Linked DNA regions of Mus musculus: region 1 is linked to region 2. Evidence: chromatin contacts called from public promoter capture Hi-C data. All regions are on one chromosome and are shown on one strand. Each heading gives the region's core, a stretch centred on a gene start, on an enhancer-like site or on the middle of the called end of the contact. The rest is flanking DNA. Distances are from core to core; before and after follow the strand shown.

The links. Promoter capture Hi-C pulls out the DNA fragments that hold promoters and counts their contacts.
Region 1: a contact with region 2 is called in a promoter capture Hi-C map of embryonic stem cells, with 4 times the contacts expected there. The contact joins the promoter of Notch4 here to the promoter of Rxrb in region 2. A contact is called at or near these places in 5 of 39 promoter capture datasets (the 3T3-L1 cell line, embryonic stem cells, hippocampal neurons and 2 more), 8 of 115 datasets of contacts at active chromatin or transcription factors (embryonic stem cells, fetal liver, large pre-B cells and 2 more) and 2 of 9 other capture datasets (adipose tissue and embryonic stem cells).

What each region holds. Positions count from the first base shown.
Region 1 is chr17:34,561,479-34,566,598 of GRCm38.p6, reverse strand. It overlaps Notch4 (notch 4), which reads right to left and starts at 2,304. Exons shown (of 30, transcript NM_010929.2): 1 at 2,090-2,304; 2 at 1,217-1,298; 3 at 831-1,126. The coding sequence starts at 2,153.
Region 2 is chr17:34,028,542-34,033,982 of GRCm38.p6, reverse strand. It overlaps Rxrb (retinoid X receptor beta), which reads right to left and starts at 2,171. Exons shown (of 10, transcript NM_011306.4): 1 at 1,760-2,171; 2 at 939-1,156; 3 at 272-428. The coding sequence starts at 1,985. It overlaps Slc39a7 (solute carrier family 39 (zinc transporter), member 7), which reads left to right and starts at 2,293. Exons shown (of 7, transcript NM_008202.2): 1 at 2,293-3,159; 2 at 3,249-3,417; 3 at 3,562-3,615; 4 at 3,729-3,893; 5 at 4,000-4,137; 6 at 4,277-4,473; 7 at 4,915-5,441. The coding sequence starts at 2,725. The coding sequence ends at 5,187.

The sequences.
Region 1 (5,120 bases), core at 1,055-3,554, 530 kb before region 2:
CCTTCCATGGTATTGTGTGGATCCCACAATTGAACTCAGGTTGCCAGGGTTGGAAGCAGGTGCTACCTACGGAGCAGTCTTGCTGGCCCGACTGTCCCGTTCTTTACTTTTTTCCATTTTACAGATTTTTTTTACATGTTTACGAGTGTTTTGCATATGTCTGTATGTCTGTGCACCACATGTGTGCCCAACACCTGCAGTGGCCAGAAGGTATGTCTTTGAGGGAGTTTACAGATTGGGAAAATTGAAGTGGGGAAAGCTACTCTGAATGTGGGCAGCACTATTCCCGTATTGCTGTTCCGGACTTGCATAAAAAGCAAGCAAGCCGTGTACCAGCACTTATCTACGTCTGTGTGCTAGTTAGTTGTGTCTACCAATTTGCCACAACCCAGATCACCGGAGAAGAAAGCCTCAGTTGAGGAATTGCCTAGGTCAGGTTGCCCTGTGGGCTTGTCTTTGGGATCCTCTAGACTGATAATTGATGCAGAAGGGCTCAGCCCACTGTGGGCAGCACCATTCCCTATGCGTGGCATCATTCCCTAGGTGAGGGTCTCAAACTATGCATGGCAGGAGAACGCTAGATGAGACCAAGCAAGCAAGGGTGTTGCCGTTCTCTCTGCTCTTGACTGTAAATCTTGTATGATCTGGCAGCTTTGGGTTTCTGTTCAATATTAGGCTGTCACCTCTACCAGGACTTCCCTACCAGGATGCTGAACCCTCAGACCTTGAGCCTGGATAAAGCCTTCCTTCCTTCAGGCAGCTACTGCCATTGTGGGGAGTTGAGTCACAGCAACAAGAATGACTTACAGGCTCCTCCTGATTGTACTTACCTGTCCACCCAGGCTCGCAGGAGCACTGTGGGCGGCCTGAGGCCTGAACATAGCAGTGACCCCCGTTGGAACAGAAAGAAGGTGGACAGAGCTCTTCCAGATGGGTTTGGCATCGATCACCGGTGAAGCCAGAGGGGCAGGTGCAGGAGAAGTGAGGGGTCAGTGGAGAAGTAGGACTACGGGAGCTTGGGGGTGTGGGGAGCAGGGCTTGGCAGCTGCCACCATTCTTGCAGAGTTGGGTATCCCTGCAGGGGTCAGGAAACTGGCAAGTCTCACCCAGAAATCCAGGGGCACACCTAGGGGTAGAGGGACATTTCAGGCCAGTGATTCCCCCTCCTCCTCCCCGTCCTGTCTCCCCAGGTCCCGCTCCTATGATGCACACTCACTGGCAGATCCCTTGTCCCCGAGATAGCCTCAGGCAGGTGCCTCCGTTGGCACAGGGCTCTGGGGATCCTCCACACAGAAGCTCTGGAGAAGAGACTGGAAGATGAGATGGAGCCCAGGGTCCAAGGGTCTCCAGATGGCTTGCCCTTCCTCCACCAGGTCCTCCTTACAGGCCACTGACCAGCAGCTCAGCACTCCCCCACCCCATGTTACCCAGGTGCATGGTGCTCTATCATTCTCTCTCTCTCCTTCACACCCCAGTCCCAGTCTCCACAGGGTCCCCTTGTCCCAGCCTTGTCCCAGGCCTTCCATTCATAGCTTGTTATTCTTCCCACCCCTTTCCTGTTTATTCTCCAGTCTCCCAAGTTCAGCCCAGCTCCATCCCCCGGAAGCAGGGCAACAGGGCTTAGGAGGGAGCCAAGAGCGCTCCTGGGATGTGAATGGCTGAGACACCTAAGGGATTTCCTTCAGGAAAGGCCAGCAATGAGCCACTGGGGTTGGGGACATCTGGACAGAAAGGGAGCCGGTGGGCTCTTCTCTGTCTCCATCTCTTGCTTCTCACTCCTCTCTTCCCCATATCAGGCAGTCCATTTTTTCTCCTGTTTGTCTGTCTGTTCCTCTTACTTCAGAACCAGCTGGCTTCTCCCTGGGCATGGACACCCTCCTTCCCACCCAACAGCAGGCACCACCCCTAGCACCAGGCACAAACCTGGGTCTCCTGTAGCCCCGGAGTCAGTCAGCCCTCCCTGCAGGTTGTCCCCATTAGAGGGGACAGAATCTCCTCCCTCCAGTGTCCTTTCAGAGCCTGGGACTTGGCTTTCTTCCCTGACCTCACCAAGCATCTCCCCAAGAGAGATATGCCCCCACCCCCTCACCTCTGGTCAGGATGACAGGGAAATTGAGTGGCAAGAGCAGCAGCAGCAGCAACTGGGGCTGCATTCCAGAGCGCCTGCCCCTGGCCCGGATCTCCTCTCCCTCTTCAGGCAGGGACCCTCAGAGCCCTTGTGGCCAGGCAAGGCCACCTCCTCTGCCTCTACCGCCCTTCTTCCTCCTGAGCCTGCTGCACGCCTCAGTCTGAGCTGTTTCCTGAGTCACACAATGTCCTGGACACCCTACTGATGGGGGGTGGGGGGAGCGAGAGGTTGGTGTGTGTGTGAAGGAAGACAAGGGAGAGTAAGAGAGGGGCGTGGCTGGCCGGGAGGGGAGCTGGTTTGCTCTTAGGGCCCAGGGTGGGGGGTCAGCCAAATGGGGGAGTTCCTGTCATTTTAATGGTCAATACGGCTTCCTTTTCACAGGACTGGGAGTGGCAAGGGAATGCTACTGTGACCCAGGAAGGGCAGGTCTTAGACAGAGGTGTTGGGACAAGGGGAGGATTCTCAGTTTCTGGTGTGACACACCCTCTTTTCAAAGGAGCAGCAACGTGTCTTGAACTGAAACCGGTCACTTTGGCAAACCCAGGGGATCTTTAGACCTTTCCTTGGCTCTTTCTGGGGGTGTTAGTTTTTTTTTTTTTTTTTAAAGATTTATTTATTTATTTATTTATTTATTATATGTAAGTACACTGTAGCTGTCCTCAGACACTCCAGAAGAGAGAATCAGATCTTGTTACGGATGGTTGTGAGCCACCATGTGGTGGCTTGACCTTCGGAAGAGCAGTCGGGTGCTCTTACCCACTGAGCCATCTCACCAGCCCGGGGTGTTAGTTTTTTAAAAAGGTATTTTGAGACAAGATCTCACTGTGCGCAACATCCTGGCTGTGCGAATCGTCCTGGCTGGCCTGGAACCTGTGGGATCCTTCTGCAGCTGCCACCTGGGTGCTGAGGTTACAGGCACATGACTCCATGCCTGGCTTTTTCCTGGGGAGTGGACAGGACGCTGGGCCCTCCTCCGAGTGGAGACGGAACCCAGGCTTCCCGTGTTCTACACTGATACTTTACCACGAGTCTGGAGGCTTGGCCTTCCTTCAGAGAGGAATGTAAAATATTGTCATTACCAATAACAAAGGGACACTCTATTTCATCCACCTCTACCTCTCTCCTCCACAAAGGATGCTGGGGTACAGTCAAGATGTTAGTCAAGACATAAAATTTAAGTCATCTATAAAAAAAGACAACCATAAAGGGAATTCATTACCCCCAAAAGTTCATGCTACCTCCTTTTATCTTTATTAAAAGCAAGCAAGCAAACAAACAAACCCAACCAACCAACCAAATAAAAAACAAAAACACAAAAAAAACAAAAAAACCTCAACTTTGGACAAGGTCTCATTCTGTAGCCCAGGCTGGCCTGGAACTCACCAGGTAGTGGAGGCTAGCCTCAAACTCACGAGCATCCTGCCCCAGTCTCCTAAGTGCTGGGATTACAGTGTGTGCTATAATGCCCAGGGCTCACTCTCCCTGAGGACCCAGCACAGCTTTGGAGTCAGCCATTCTTGGAGCTCTGCAAGCTCTAGGTACGGCCCAGGGTGGAGGAGCTGTCTGCAGGAGCAGGTTGCTCAGCCTCGAGCAGTCCTGGAAGCTGCCTGCAGTAGGATCTGCCTGCTAGGAACACTGACAGTGTGCCCCCACCCCCACCAGGCTGGCCTTGAACTTGCTGTGTTGGTGAGGATGACCTTGAACTCCTGATGCTCCTGCTTCCATCTCCTAATTGCTAGGATTACTGCTGTGCACCGATGTCCCCTTTGTTTACACTGCATTGGAAATCAAACCCTGAGCTTCATGCACCCTGGGCCAGTCCTGGTTCACTGAGCCACTACACACACACACACACACACACACACACACACACACACATATGAATATATATATATTCATATATATGTGTGTGTATACATATATACTATTATATAATATATATATACTATATTATATATAATCATATAATATATATTATAATATATAATCATATTTAGCCTTATATTGGGAATTTAGTCAGCTATTTGGTTTTACAGATGGCTCTAAACTTTGAGACTGTCTGATGTTTGAGGTGTTTTGGGGGGATGTTTGGTATCAAACCTAGGGCCTCATATGTGATAAGCATGTGCCCCACTACAGAGCTAACTGCACCCCCCCCCCCCCATCACTCTTAACCGCTTGCCTAGGGCTCTACCATATAAGCCCTAGGTCACTTCAACTAGTTTCCTATTGAGACTTGTCAGAGAGGGCGTCCGTTTTCAACAGGATCAACTGTTTTGCAGGAACTAGAGCTTACACATCTGTGTGGTTGCCTGCTTTCTTAGGCTAACTGGGAGTAAACTCATGAGCCTACAGATGACCATGGAATGAAAACTTGGTCATTAAGCCTTGGCAGCATCCTCCAGCAGACAGTGCAGGACTTTCTATTCCAGTGAGTAATGTCTGCGTATGTCTTACTGTTGCCAGATCTCCAGTTCTTGCTCTTCATTCGACTTCTTGCCACAATGTCTCTTTGTTGCTTCAAAATTGCAGTTGTGCTGGTTAAGGCAGGAGGACTGGAATCTAAGGCCAGCCTGGGAAGACTTCATCTCAGAATAGTGTTTTTTTTTTTTTTTTTTTTTTTGTTTTGGTTTGGTTTGTTTTTTTTTTTGTTTTTTAATTAAACTGCGGACAACCCCACCCCATTTTGTTAATTAGGGTTAACATTGTTTCACATGTGTGACAGTTTTCGTGTCTCTTGTGCATTTCCTGTCTGTTCTTTCAGCCCATTGTCCTCAAGATGTGTCATTTTCCCATAGCAGGCCCTAGTTGAGGCAGCTGCGATCTGGGAATATCCTGTGTGAGCAGTCCCTGCTTTCCTGTGCCTGGTTTGCAGATCTGGGGCACCTGGTGTTGGCCGAGCAGCAAAGTGAAACCTGGAAGAGACACCTGGTTTCTGGAGGAACCACCAAAGCTCAGTGGGAAGAGACAGCTTCACATCACTTAGAAGGGA
Region 2 (5,441 bases), core at 922-3,421:
CCTCCTTCTTAGGGAGTCTCTTACCAATCTGCCCAGAGAGGGAACATAGTCTAAATCCTTCCTGTGTTTCATCCAAAAAGGTGACTCAGTCTTCGGTGACCAGAAACCATGTAGCACCCCCACTCCTACCCCTCTCCACATCTGATATGAATCTAAAGGTCCCATAGGCCTCCTTGCTCTGACCAGCCTCAAGAACCCTTGGGAGCCCCATAGGCAGTGGTAAACAGCCCCGACGTGCTTTTTTCTTCTACGGCTGTGCTGAGCCCCATACCTGAGCTTCGGTCCCCGCAGATTGCACAGAGCCGTTTGCCAGCCCCAGGACCACCTGGAGGGGGTGGACAGTGCAGGCCCCGGACCCCTAAGACCGGTGGCTTCACATCTTCAGGGGGGCCAGACCCACCCCCAGGGAGCGACACTGTGGAGTTGATCTGGGATGGGGGAGACAGGGAAGTCACAGGAGACTCTCATATGTCAGGCAAACCACTTCCTGCTTGTGAGCAAGCCCTGTACTATTCCAGAAGGTACTGGGGACACTACTGTCTAACGTAAAGGGCCTTCCTTGCACGTGACACCAAGAGTGATGTCCACCCTTCTGTAATTGTGCTACAGTGGCCCTGAAGGGCACAGGTCTTAGAAGGGCAGGCATATTGAAGCGAAAAGGGCAGCAAAGCCACCGTGAGCTGAACAGGACATCAAAAATATTCCCTGCAGGCTTAGGGTTTGTTTTCAAAACAGAGCTGATGAAGCATGCACCCCCACAGACCACCCCCTTCAGGAAGAGCAAGGGGTCCGAGACCACAGGCTTGCTATGATTAGAGAACTAGAAAGATCAACGGGTTTTGGGGAAGTTCACCCAAAGATGGGGAGTGGGGGTGAGAAGTTGAGAACAAGGAACTGAAGGCACAGTGGCAATAAGCAGGCCACAACCTCTCTCTCACCTGAGGGCTGCTGACAGGCCCGGAGAATCCTGGGGGAGCCGGAGGGGGCAGACCAGGGGACCCCATGGAAGAACTGATGACTGGGAAGGGGGAGCCCAGTGGCGGGGGTGGCATTGGAGGTGGAGGTGCTGAAGGGGTAAGAGGTGGGCCAGGAGGAGAAGACGGACGGATCCCCTGAGAAAGGGGATTTGGGGAGGAGCTGTCTGGGCTTCGGGAATCTGAGAAGTGGGTACGTACAAGGCAGACACACACGGACAGGAGAGACAAGAAGAGAAAGTGAGCCTTTTGATCATCCAAATGGACACTTTAATTCTCCCTGACCCACCACAGCCCGCAACCCTGGAGTTCAGAAATACCAAGTGGCCAAACAACAATTTCACTTCTAATAGTCGTGAGAGGAGGCGGTTGACAAAAAGGGAGGCAGGTCAGGCGGGGCTACTGGGTCATCCCAAGCTGACCTCGGGAGGGGGGGCTGTGAAGCAGCACGTGGAGGTGTAGCAGCGAACCCCTCGTCCAACCCCAACTTAGAACATTCGGGGCAAAGAGTATGGCAGAAATACCCGGTCCCAGAGCGTAAGCTCAGCCTTCGAATGCCCAGAGTCCTCCAGCCCACGGGGAACGGTGTCCTTCCCACGCCCGAGACCGCGCACGCAGGCCCCGCCGCGGGCCCGAACCTGAAGGGCGGAAGCTCCCCCGCCGCGCCCCGCCCCGGGGGAGGGCGCTGGGCCTCGGGACGTCGAGGGCGCGTGTTTACAAACAAGGGGGCGGGAGCGCGGGGAGGGGGCGCGAGGGGCGCCGGCCCGGGCCCACGGGACACTCACCCCGCCCGCTGTCGCCCATCCCGTCCCGGCCAGCCTCCCCCGGCTCCGGCTCCAGGGCTTGCTGCTCTCCGGCCGCCGCCGCCGCCGCCGCGGGATCCAGCCAGGGCCGCCGCCGCCGCCACCGGGACGCGACCCCACAATGCATCTCTTTTCTCACCCCCACCGGCCCACACTGCCCCGCGGCATGCCGCGGCGGGAGGAAGGGCGGACGAGTGGCCCAAGACATGACGCCCGGGCCGAGGGCGGGGAAGCCGGAGAGGCGCCAGGGACGCGCAGGGGGGACAGCGGGGGACTCGGGGGCCGCGACGAAGCCGCGGAGGCGAGCAGGCCGCGGCCTGTGGCAGCGCGACTCAAGAGCCGCGCTCGGCTCGGCACTGAGATGACAGCACCGGCGCGGCCGCCATCTTTGTACAGACGGGAAGTCTCGCCTTGAGCTCCCGCCCCTTCGCCGAGGTGGAAACGGAGGAGGCGGTGCCCGCCAGCCCGCCGTCCCCTCGGATAACCCCCCAGCTCTGCGCATGCGTCCTGACGCCGTGGCCGCGCCGCCCTCGGGGCGCCGCCATGTTGGTAAAGGTATCGGGGCGCAGGCAAGAAAGGGAGCTTCCGGATCTCGCGGGAGCTCGAGGCGTGAGTGCCACGTCCCAGCAAACCGAGAACCGAGAGGATCCCGGAGCCGGTGAGAGGTCCCTGCTGCTCCCTTACGGCGCTTTCCAGGCCTTTACCCCAACCAGTGGGCCATAGAGACGCGGGCCCAGAGAGACCGTAAAGTTGCTGATCAAAGGCTAGAGCGGTGTCGGGGGTGGGGGGCTGCATCCAGGAAGGGTGTTGGGGATGAGGTGGACCGGCCTTGGGGACAATGTAAGAGCGGAGCAAGTAGTATAGAGGAAGGGCTTCAAGGGACGCGGATCCCGAATAGGTAGATTGAGAGTCAAGTCGAGTCGTCTCTTGTTCCTCCGGTCAGCGTGATGACCATGGGCCTGCGGGCCCCCCACTGGGTGGCTGTGGGACTGCTGACCTGGGCGGCTTTGGGGCTGCTGGTGGCCGGACACGAGGGTCATGGTGACCTGCACAAAGATGTGGAAGAGGACTTCCATGGCCACAGTCACGGGCACTCACATGAAGATTTCCACCATGGCCACAGCCACGGGCACTCGCATGAAGATTTCCACCATGGCCACGGCCACACTCATGAAAGCATCTGGCATGGGCATGCCCACAGCCACGACCATGGACACTCACGTGAGGAATTACACCATGGCCATAGCCATGGCCACTCCCACGATAGCCTCCACCACGGAGGACATGGACATGCCCATCGTGAACATAGCCATGGGACTTCTAGGGAGGCTGGGGCTCCAGGCATCAAACACCACCTGGACACTGTCACCCTCTGGGCCTACGTGAGTCGCCAGGGGATGTGGGGAAGAGGGACTGGTTCTTAATCGGTGGGAAGCTCCATCTTTGCCTTCTGATTGTGCTTCTCCACCAGGCACTGGGGGCCACAGTGCTGATCTCCGCAGCTCCGTTCTTCGTGCTGTTCCTCATCCCAGTAGAATCTAACTCTCCCAGGCACCGCTCTCTGCTCCAGATCCTGCTCAGTTTTGCTTCCGGGGGGCTCCTGGGTGATGCGTTCCTCCACCTCATCCCGCATGCCTTGGGTAAGTAACTTGTGGGCTCCGCCTCAAAGGCTTAAGCGGTTTTGTTCTTTCTCTTTAATGATCCCAGATTTTCCGGTTGTCTTCAAACACACATCCCCTGAGCCAGGCATTCCCTCATCAAGCCTTTTCTCCCACTTCCCGCAGAACCTCATTCTCACCACGCTCCAGAGCAGCCTGGACATGGACACTCCCACAGTGGTGAGAAAAACCAGGGACTGGTGTGCTGGGAAAGGGCAACCTCTCCATTCCCATGCTTCGCCTCTTACACTTGAGTCTGCGTCTCCCTTCATGCTTTACTGCCTCCGTTCCAGGCCAGGGCCCCATTCTCTCTGTGGGGCTGTGGGTTCTCAGTGGGATTGTCGCCTTCCTCGTGGTGGAGAAATTTGTGAGACACGTGAAAGGAGGACATGGACACAGTCACGGACACGGAGACAGGCATGCGCATGGAGACAGTCACACCCATGGAGATAGACATGGTGAGCCCGCGTTGCCTGCTCTGTAACACACTCAGGGTCACCCTGTGGAGCAGGACACATGCGAAAGCTCTGTTCCCCACTCTGATCAACTCCTGTTCTCCCTCAGAGTGTTCTTCAAAGGAAAAGCCCAGCACAGAGGAAGAGAAGGAAGTGGGCGGGTTGCGGAAAAGGAGAGGAGGAAACACTGGGCCCAGAGATGGCCCGGTGAAACCTCAGAGCCCTGAAGAAGAAAAAGCAGGCTCAGGTAAGGGATGAGCTGATGGGTTGGCTGTGGGTGTGTGGGTGACGGTGGGAGTCTAGGAAATGGGGGCGAGGGGGGGGCTGTATGTGAACCGGCTTGATGGACACCCTCAATCATTTTTGTCTTGTCTCTTTGCAAAAAGACCTGCGTGTGTCTGGGTACCTGAATCTGGCTGCTGACTTGGCACACAACTTCACAGACGGTCTGGCCATTGGTGCTTCCTTTCGTGGGGGCCGAGGGCTAGGGATCCTGACCACAATGACAGTCCTGCTGCACGAAGTGCCTCATGAGGTTGGGGATTTTGCCATCCTGGTCCAGTCTGGCTGCAGCAAGAAGCAGGTTGGTGCCGACTGCCCATCCTTGGTTCCTAACAAGCTACACTACAGTGAGCCGTTTAGAGTCAGGGAAAGTCGTGCCTTTACCTCTTGCTCTGTTTTACGCTGCAGTCCTCACCTGTGTATAGTTCTTTGATGGCTTAAGGTTCTCAGGAGATGTCTGTTCTAGTACTCCCTCCTCAACCTGGCTGTTTTGGGGGGCTGCGGGCCTTAGGTGTGGTCCTGAGGCAGAGTCATTGACTACGTATTAGCTATCGAGGGAGCCCCAGGCGACAGCTATCTGACTGCTTCCTGGAGCTGGTGTCTGGGACCCAGATTCCTGTCCTCGTGCTTGTGCAGCAAGCACTACCTGTGGGTCCTTCTCCCCAGACCCTCCTTTCCTTAACACTGCTCCCACCTAATTTTAGCTGTCGACAGTCATATCTTTCTCTTTTCTGCCCACCAGGCGATGCGTCTGCAACTCGTGACTGCAATTGGAGCATTGGCAGGCACTGCCTGTGCCCTTCTCACCGAGGGAGGGGCAGTGGACAGTGACGTGGCAGGTGGTGCAGGTCCTGGCTGGGTCCTGCCATTCACTGCAGGCGGATTTATCTACGTAGCAACAGTGTCTGTGCTGCCTGAGCTATTGAGAGAGGCATCTCCACTGCAGTCACTGTTGGAGGTGCTGGGGCTGCTGGGGGGTGTTGCCATGATGGTACTGATTGCCCATCTTGAGTGAGGGGTGAGGTGACCTGTCCTTCCCCTAACTCCTAATAAAGGCAGTTGGTAGTCCTGGCCAGTGCTAATGCCAGAAGGAGTGTCAGCCTTGGAGATTAGCAGAGCCTCTGTTTGAGGCCTTAGAGGTATGAGGATCATACGGAGCATGAGAGGCCAGAAGGACCACGGAGTGGGAGACTGCCCAGCAGCGTTGTTGCTTTTGGAAAAATCAATGGGACCATGAAGAAGACTGGGAAGACGGTAGCCTACCCGATG